Linked DNA regions of Sus scrofa: region 1 is linked to region 2. Evidence: chromatin contacts called from public HiChIP or PLAC-seq data. All regions are on one chromosome and are shown on one strand. The core of a region is the stretch at or near the end of the contact, and the rest is flanking DNA. Distances in the headings are between cores, read along the strand shown. Region 1 holds the start of MED10 (mediator of RNA polymerase II transcription subunit 10). Region 2 holds the start of PAPD7 (non-canonical poly(A) RNA polymerase PAPD7).

What was found. HiChIP or PLAC-seq counts read pairs in DNA pulled down with a chosen protein or histone mark.
Region 1: an H3K27ac HiChIP or PLAC-seq map of alveolar macrophages shows a contact between it and region 2. The contact joins the promoter of MED10 here to the promoter of PAPD7 in region 2. A contact is called at or near these places in 1 of 47 Hi-C or Micro-C datasets (fibroblasts) and 1 of 2 datasets of contacts at active chromatin or transcription factors (alveolar macrophages).

Annotation. Positions count from the first base shown.
Region 1 is chr16:75,515,436-75,520,196 of Sscrofa11.1, reverse strand. MED10 (mediator of RNA polymerase II transcription subunit 10) reads right to left here and starts at 3,205. Exons shown (of 5, transcript XM_013982820.2): 1 at 2,997-3,205; 2 at 1,498-1,581. The coding sequence starts at 3,118.
Region 2 is chr16:75,258,466-75,262,805 of Sscrofa11.1, reverse strand. It overlaps PAPD7 (non-canonical poly(A) RNA polymerase PAPD7), which reads left to right and starts at 3,001. Exons shown (of 13, transcript XM_021076643.1): 1 at 3,001-3,466.

The DNA.
Region 1 (4,761 bases), core at 1,956-4,455, 260 kb before region 2:
GGGCAGGGATCGGGCCTGCAACCTCATGGTTCCTAGTCAGATTCGTTAACCACTGAGCCACGATGGGAACTCCTCAACTGTAATTTTTAAAAAATTAAAAACAACAACAACAAAAAAACCCAGTGATGTCATCTGGATTGGGCTGAAGGCCACACCTGCTGGCACACTGACCCCAAGGAGTGGACACGAGGGCCCAGATTTACCCTGGCGTCTCTGCTGCAGGCACGGGGGTGTGCCTGAAACCGGACCTGGAAACCCCCCCTCCCATGCTGGGCACAGGTCAGGGGCTAGCTGGCACCTGCTGCCAGCTGAGCCCCCAGCGGCCACCTCAACCCCGTTCTCCGGGTGAGTCTCGGGCATCCCTGCGGCCCACCGGCGGGGGACAGGGCGTGCTGGCCGAGGCCCACTGCCCACACCCCTTCAGTCTTTCCCTCACCTTCCGCTCACCTGGTCCACTTCAGAAGATGGCAGTTCTTCGGCACCTGTCCCGCTACTCACCCCCACACTCGGACCAGAACGGCCCTGGGAGGACACTTCAAGGAGGGAAATTAGCTGCCACCTTCCCACACCTCACAAGCAGGAGCCTAGAGCTCGCTCACACACACACACACACGCGCGCGCGCGCGCGCACACACACAGTCACACACGGCCTTCGCTCCCGCCTGGAAACATGTGACACCTTGGCCAGCAGGCGAGGACAGAGCAGAGACCCTGAAAACTGCAGCCTGTATCTGGACTTGGTGGACAGCAGCCGAGCGTGTAACCTGGTGTAACCAGGACTTCTGTCTCTGACTTTCGGGGAGATAAAAGGGTACCTTTTCCCCTTACTGTTCAAGGACATCTAGTGACTGATTTTTGCAGTTTTACTACAAAAAGCCCCAGAACACTCCTGCTGTTCCAAGCCAGCTCTGGGCGGGAGGCTGCTTGGCCCGAAATCAGCGCTTGTCAAGGACACACGAGCCTGGGGTTTCAGTCTCAGCCCTGACGCCGACTAGCTCGACAGCCCACTCAGGACTGGGAAAGCCTGTGATGTTTCTCACGTATTTAAGAAATGCTCATTCACGTGGAAATACAATACCGTGGAGAATTTTTAATTGTTGAATCCCATTAGAACATAAGCTCCATAAGGGCAGATGTTTCTTTTAATTAATTTATTTATTTAATTTTTGACCTTTCAAGGCCGCACCACCCACCCTGGAAGTTCCCAGGCTAGGGGACAAATCAGAGCTATAGCTGCCAGCCTTTCCCACAGCCACAGCAACACCAGATCCTTAACTCACTGAATGAGGCCAGGGATCGAACCCACGTCCTCATGGATACCAGTCGGGTTCATTACTGCTGAGCCACAGCGGGAACTCCAGGACAGATATTTTTGTCTGTTTTCTCCCCCTGGCACATCCCAGCACCCAGACTGTGCCTGCCAGGCAGCAAACACTTAAGTACCGTGGGTGAAGAAATCATTGTAGCAAAACTGAACACATCAGACACAGTACTTACTCAAATACTTCTAAAGGCACAGTAATATCGTGAAGCTGCTGCCTGCACTTATCAATGTCCTGTAAGCCAGTGACAATAAAATTCCTGGGGAAAAAGCAAAAACGGGACATCAGGTTAATTCGGAGGACAGCACTGCAACACCCACCACACGTGGCCGACCAGGTGTCCAGGCCCGCTCCTCACCCGCGCACAGGTCACTCGTGGCTCTCGGATCTTTGTTAGCAACACAATTCCTAGGAAAGCTTCGGAGTTATAAAGATGCTCAAATATCTCTTGATTTTCTTTTTAAATGAGGAATTTCCAATATTGGGGGGCAAGAACCAATATGAGTAAGGGCAGAAAACTTTTGAGAATCTGATGAAAAACATGACCCCTCTCTCAAATACAATCACCCTGAGTTGTAGCTGATTTTTTTCCTTTTTTTTCTTCTCTTTAGGGCCGCACCTGCCTCACAGGGAAGTTCCCACACTAGGGGGTATGATAGGAACCACAGCAACACCAGCTGCCAGCCAGGTCTGTGACCTACTGGGGCAACGCCAGGATCCTTAACCCACTGAGCAAAGCCAGGGATCAAACCCACATCCTCATAGAAACTAGTCAGGTTCTTAACCCACTGAGCCACAAGGGGAACGCCCATGGTGGACGTGATTTTGTGTGCGGTTTCAGACAATAACCAAGGCAGTGAACTCTGGCTCAAGAATCCATCCTCAAAGTCTGTGGGGGAAGAAAACCATGGCTGCGGGGCTTAATTTCAGTGGCCCTCGGAAGCTTCCTAGATTAGCTGGCTGGTCCCACAGTACTGGCTGTGTAAGCAGGGGTGCAAATATGTCTACATGCCCGTACCCTCTACAAAGCTGTGGGCCCCTCTCCAGAGCACTCTATCCGTATCTGCCTTTTGTCTACCCCAGGGCCTAGCACGATGGCCAGCACAAGGCTGACGCCAAAATTAATTAATAAACGTTCCGTGGCCTTTCTCATCATTATCACCACCACCACCACCACCCGCCGATTCCTCCGCATCCAGGCCTAGACAGCAAGTGGCTTCCGAGCCCAGACCTTCCCGGGCCCATTTTACCGCGCTGTGGGTGAAGCCCGTCTCCCCTTGGGGCACAGAGACTGCACGCCCCGGAAGGTGCCAGGGGAAAAGCCTTAGATCATGAAGCATGCCTCCCTCTGACGGCCCCAGAAACGAAAACTGCATTATCCGGCCTCGATAACGGCTCCAAATGGGGCCTCGAAAAAAGGTCCCAGCAAGGCAAAGAGTGGAGGAGGAGGGCCGGCAACAGGCGGTAGAGGCTAGCACCGCCCCGCCCCCGCCCCCGCCCCCGCCCCGCCCCCGCACCGCACAGCCTGGACCCGGAGGGCCGGGAGAGCCTGGCCGGAGCAGGGCGGGGAGAGGCAGCGGCTCTCGGCCGGATCCCGGCTCCCCATCCCGGCTCCAAGGCAGACACTGCCCCGCGGGACCCAAGGACACGCCGGCGGACTCGGTGGCCACTCACAGCTTTTGGTTGAGCCCGGCCTGGCTACTGGGCTGGAAGTCGCTGACGATGATGCCAAGCTGCCGGATGTTCTCCACGAACTTCTCCAGGTGCTCCTCCAGGTGGTCAAACTTCTCCGCCATGGCTTCGAGGCCCGAACCGCCGCGGGCGTGGTCCGGCTCCGCCGCTTCCTGCTTCCGCCCGGGGTCTCCACCACTTCCGTTTCCTCTTGGGGCAGTGGGCGGGGCCTGGTTGGCGGGGCGGGATGGGGCGGGGCCTCGGGGGCCCGGAGCCTGGAGCCTAGAGAGAGGCCTGCGTCGGGGGCGGGGCTTGAGTGCAGAGCGGGCGGAGTCCTCTTGGCCCCGCCCCAACAGCCCTAAGCGGCCGGGTGAGCTGCAAACCGCGGGTTTTGGTTCTCGGTATCCGCGTGCGGCCGCAAAGAGCCAGCCTTGAGGACCTATGAGACCTTGTTCTGCCTTCACTGGCCCAGGGCGGGTTCCCTACCCTGTGAGCCTCTGTTCTCGTCCGTAAAGTTGGGCTAAGATTGAGACCTGTTTCTTGAGATTAAAGTAGATAAATCTCAACAAACCCAGTGGGCAGCACTTGGAAAGAGTAGCTTGACTCCTTCATGAAAATGACTATTTTTACTGAATATTTAAATAACAGGTACTCATTGTAAATAAGTAAAATAATAAAGAAAATTATAACGAGGGGGAGAAGATACCTGAAATCCTGCCCCCCTGGCACGAGCCATCTTTAAGATTTCAGAATTCATCCCTTCCTGTGGTTCCTATGCACAGGTACAACTGCCTGCGGGAAAGCAGGAAAGGATTTGGCTGCTGCTGCTGCTGCTTTTCTTTTTAGAGCCCCACCCTTGGCATATGGCTAGGGGTTGAGTTGGAGCTCTAGCTGCAGGTCTATGCCACAGCCATAGCCACACCATATCCGAGCTGCATCTGTGATCTATGCTGTAATAATATCCACAGTAATGCTGGATCCTTAACACACTGACGGAGGCTGGGGACCGAACCCACATCCTCACAGGGACAACATCAGGTTCTTACCCCCTGAGACATAATGGGAGCTCCTTGATCAGCTTCTTATTCCACAACAGCAAGCTGCTATACAGGTTCCAGCAGACCCCCACCTGCTCCTCCAGGGGCTGGCCCCTCTCTCAGCCAGTCCCTGTTGGAGCCACCCAGCCTTTGCCCTAACCCTGAGAGGCAGCTCAAGCTGGGCCTCAGACCCATCCCTTTTCCAGTAGACTTACCATCCCTAAAAGAATGAATTAGCAGCCCAGGCCACACACAGTGATGTTAAGCCCAGTGCCACAATGGAGGCTTCCAGTACTAACTGCTGCCACCTCCCACCGAAGGGTCAGTCCCTCCCTGCTCCATACAATGCAGTGTCTTTGCAAATGCCCACCTACCTGAAGTTTGCATGAAGGCCCCAGTAAAGACAGTCTCCTTGTCCCTCAGTTGGGCTCCTGAAGTCAGCACTGGCTTGCCTTCTTCCTTCTGGTGCTTAGATAGCACCTACCTTCTCCCCCTCTTCCTTGTAAGCATCGCCTGCTTAGCTCCCCTTTCCTAATCCAGCCTCCTTCCTAGCTTAGGCCTCAGTCCCTCGTGCCAACTCTAATAAAACAGTGCCCTGTGGGCTTTCTCTACAGAAAATATGGCATTCCCCTTGTGGCTCTGTGGGTTAAGAACCCATCATTGCCTCTGTAAGGATTTGGGTTCAATGCAGGATCCAACATTGCTGCAAGCTGTGGCGTAGATCACAGATT
Region 2 (4,340 bases), core at 1,752-4,251:
TTCTTTTTTTCAAAGGAAAACTCAAGTGGGAGACCACACCAGAGGGCGTAAGAATGGAATGTGGGGAACCTGCTAGGAGGCACAGTTTTCTGTTTTGGTTTTGCCTTTTCTAGGGCTGCTCCCGCGGCATATGGAGGTTCCCAAGCTAGGGGCTGAATTAGAGCTGTAGCCACTGGCCTACACCACAGCCACAGCAACCTGGGATCCGAGCCACATCTGTGACCTACACCACAGCTCACGGCAACACTGGATCCTTAACCCACTGAGTGTGGCCAGGGATAGAACCCGCAACCTCATGGTTCCTAGTCAGATTTGTTAACCACTGAGCCACAACGGGAACTCCGAAGGCATAGTTCTAAACAGGCTAAAAATATTGGTGGCTTGCAGGGAGTACAGGTGCAGGAAGAGTAGCTGTAGGGGTTTGGCTGTTGCTGGCAGGTGAGGCCAAGAGGGTGTACTGGTTATGGAGAGAGGAGGCTGGGATGACCCCGGGGATTTTGGCCTGAGTCAACGGAAGCAAAGACTTCCAGAGTAACGACTGTTTGACTGGTTTGGGTATCATTTTCTGCACTTTATTTGACTGAACATGTTCTAACTATAATTTACCAAAAAAAAAAAAAAAAAAAGAGTCTGAACTGAAATAATTCACTTTCATCAAGTAACACCATTCGGCAAAAAACCATAGCATGCAATACATGGATGTTTCATTTTGGTCTGATGTTTGAGGTGTCCAGCACGTAGCAAATGTCTACTCAGCTCTGATACAGGCGAGGAAGAGACGAAAACACACTTTGCATATGCACACCGACCTATATGGAATGACTGGCCACCCGGACCTGCTGTATAGAGAACTCTACCCAATATTCTGCGATAATCTATATGGGAAAATAACCTGCAAAAGAACGTGTGTGTATATACACAGCTGAATCACTTCTTTGTACAGCAGAAATTATCACAACATCGTAAATCAACTATACAATAAAACTTTAGTTTAAAAAAACCCAGCCTCGCTCCGAAGGAATGGCGCCCAGGCGCTGTGGGAGAAAGGCAAACAGCTTCAGGGCCCTGGCTGGGTTCCTCGCGGCCGCCTGGCTCGGGAATGCATTCCCCGGCTCAGGCTCCGGCTCGGACCAGGACGGGTGGGGCCCAGGCTGCGGGCACGCAGTCTAGGCTCCCTCCCAGTGGCACAAGCAGATTTGCCCTGGACTCCACAGAATGTACAGTTAGCGTGGCATTCCAAACAATACTATTGGCAAACCTGGCTCAGGGCACCCGCTGGACCCTGGGAACCCAAAAAGCAGACAGCTGGACAATTCTCTAATGAATCCTGCGGACCCTGTGCCAGCTTGAATAATCAAGGCCACTGGGACCGACACCCAAGTGCTCGGGCTGTTTCTCAGATGGGCAGCACTGCCAAGCTCGCACAGTGAGCCAAGGGGACAGTTCGAACTTCATCTTCTGCATAGAAAATCATGTTTAAAGGGGAACAAGAAGCCGGCAGAGAAAGGTTCTGCCTGACCATTCCCGGATTCCGCTCGGGGCAGCGGTATCAGGGACCGGCACTGCCCAGGCCGCAGGGTGTGGGACCTACTCCTTCGGGAGGACGCCGGCGAGCACGTGGGCAGGGGCGGGCACGAGTGACCGCAGCGTGACCGGCTGCACAGAGGACTCCGATGGGCAGCAGGGGTCTTGGGGCGTTTGTGTTCTTTCCTTGGAGCGGCGACGGTACCGCTCCAGCCGCCTACGGGGGGGACCGGCCGGCTCGCTGGCGGAGGGCGCGGCACCCGCCCGGCGGCACGGAAACTTCCACCGGCGGCGCCGGGCCCTGCGCACGCGCAGCGCGGCCCGGGGCCCCGGCCCCAGCGCGCATGTCTCCACGCCTCGGCCCGTGCGCGGCGACGGGAGGTGGGGCCGGCGGAGCGCCCCGGGGTTTCTCCCTGCCCCGCCGCAGCCCAGTCTGGTCTAGAAAGGCCCGGGCCGCCGTCGCTGCCCCCGTCCGGCCCCTCCCAGTCGCGTATCCTTCCGACGCGGTGCCCCCCGCCCTCGCGGAGCAGCACCCAGCACGCAGGCGCGGTAACCTAGGCGGCGGTGTCTAGTGAGGATTTGAAATCGGCCGCGCGTGCGCAGTGGCGGCCCGGCCCCGGCGAGGGAGGCCGCGCTTCCTCCCCGCCCGCCCCCGCCCCGCTGCCTCCCCGCCCCTCATTGGAGCGGAGGTGGCGGCGCCCCCTCCTTCCCCCGCGCCCAGTCGCCGCCGAGAGTGTCTTTTCGCCGCCGCCGCCGCCGCCGCCGCTGCAGGGGTGCGGAGCGAGCGTGACCGAGGGCCCGGCGCACGGCGGCGGCCCTCTCGCGGGTCCCGGGCCGCGCTGCGCCTGGGCCCGCCCCCTCGGCCGGGCCGCCCGCCCCCTCCGATGGCCTCTCCCGCCGGCCCGTGTGGAACGCCGCCGCCGCCGCGGCCCCCGCGCCCGCCCCGAGCCGCGTGAAGGGAGCGCGACAGGCCCGAGCAGCCCGCCGCGGCCTGCCCGGGCCCCGCCAGGCCGCCGCGACCGGACCCCGACGGGAGCCGCCGCCGCCGCCGCCGCCGCCTGCCGGCCCGAGCCGCGGCGCAGGCCCGCCCGCCCGTCCGTCCGCGGCCCGTCCGTCCGTCCGTGCGCGGCGCGGCGCGGCCGGGGCTCAGGGCGCGGCGGGGGCGGGGCCGCGGCGGGGCGGGCGGGCGCGCGGGCCCGCGAGGCGGCGCGTGGATGGATCCGCGCGTGGCCTGGATCCAGCCCGAGCAGAAGGGGCCGGCCAATGCCCTGTGGATGCAGATCTGGGAGACCTCGCAGGGCGTGGGCCGCGGCGGCTCGGGCTTCGCGTCCTACTTCTGCCTCAACTCGCCCGCGCTGGACACGGCGGCCGCGGCGGGGGCAGCCGGGCTGGGCGGCGGCGGCGGCGGCGGCGGCGGCCTGGCGGGGCCGGCGCTGCCCGCCGCGTCGCCCCCGCCGCCCGCGCCGGGCCCCGCCGCGCTGCCCCCCGCGCTGCTGACGGCGCTCGGGCCCGCGGCCGAGGGCGCCCGGCGCCTGCACAAGTCGCCGTCGCTGTCGTCGTCGTCGTCTTCCTCGTCCAACGCCGAGTCGGGCACCGAGAGCCCCGGCTGCTCCTCGTCGTCCTCGAGCAGCGCCTCGCTCGGCCGGGCGGGCGGCGGCCGCGGCGGCGCCTTCTTCCACTTCGCGGACGGCCCTCCGAGCGCCCCCGGCGCGGCCAACGGGCACCCCGGGCCGCGCGGCCCCGCGCCGGCCGGCTCCCCGCCGCAGCACCAGTTCCACCCGGGCCGCCGGAAACGCGAGAACAAGGCCAGCACGTACGGCCTCAACTACCTGCTGTCTGGCAGCCGCGCGGCCGCGCTGAGCGGAGGGGGCGGCCCCGGGCCCCAGGCCCCGCGGCCCGGCACGCCGTGGAAGAGCCGCGCGTACAGCCCGGGCATCCAGGGGTGAGTGCGCGCGGCGCGGCGCGGGGACCGGGGAGGGGGCGGGGGCCGGAGCCCCGCGTGGGCACCCGGGCCAGGCCCGGCGCGCCATCCCGCCGCGGGGTCGGTCCCCGGGCCGCGCCGCGCCGCGGGTGCACCGACGTCCCGTCCCGGCTCCCGGGTTATTTCGAGGTGGATGCTGGAGGCCCAGGTGCAACTCTGCCCTGAGGTTTTACGTTGATTTTTGTTTATTTCAACTTAAAACTCGTTTCAAAAACGAGTGCTGTGTCCGGATGCTAGAATGACCGGTGCTGCTAGAAAGAGGCCGCTGAATCCGACTTGTGCAGCTGTTTTCCTTTTCTCGCCGGCGAAACTGGAGCGGACGTCGGATACTTTCCCTCTCGCGCCCCCCCCCCCCCGGACAGGTTAGGGACCTCTTGTCAAAGTGGCCTGCAGATAGGTGTGGCGTTTTGTGTTAAGTTCCAGAGCATTTTGGGATTGCCGCCAACCTGAATCGAATTGAAAGTGAATGTTTGTTAAATGGGAACTTTTCTTGTTTTCTCTGAGAAAATCCATTTAAAAGATGACTAGGTTTTTGGTAGCGCTACAGTTCAGCAACAGCGAATTTAAATGATTTAAAGCTTACATGTTATGCTTTAATTTTGTGCTGAAATGGACAAATAGCATCATGTGCATCTGTTTTTAAAGAATAAACTAATAGCATGTGAAGAAAGAAAACATTTGCAGCACATACCTATCCGGAAAGTGTCATCTCTATTTCAGTGTTTCCACGTCAGTCTAGAGGGGGGTTGACGTTCCACTTAGGGTTACTGCAGTCACGCATCCATAAAGTTGGTGAGTTGAAGCCGCTCAGGTGGGAGTGCTACCTACCCAGCCC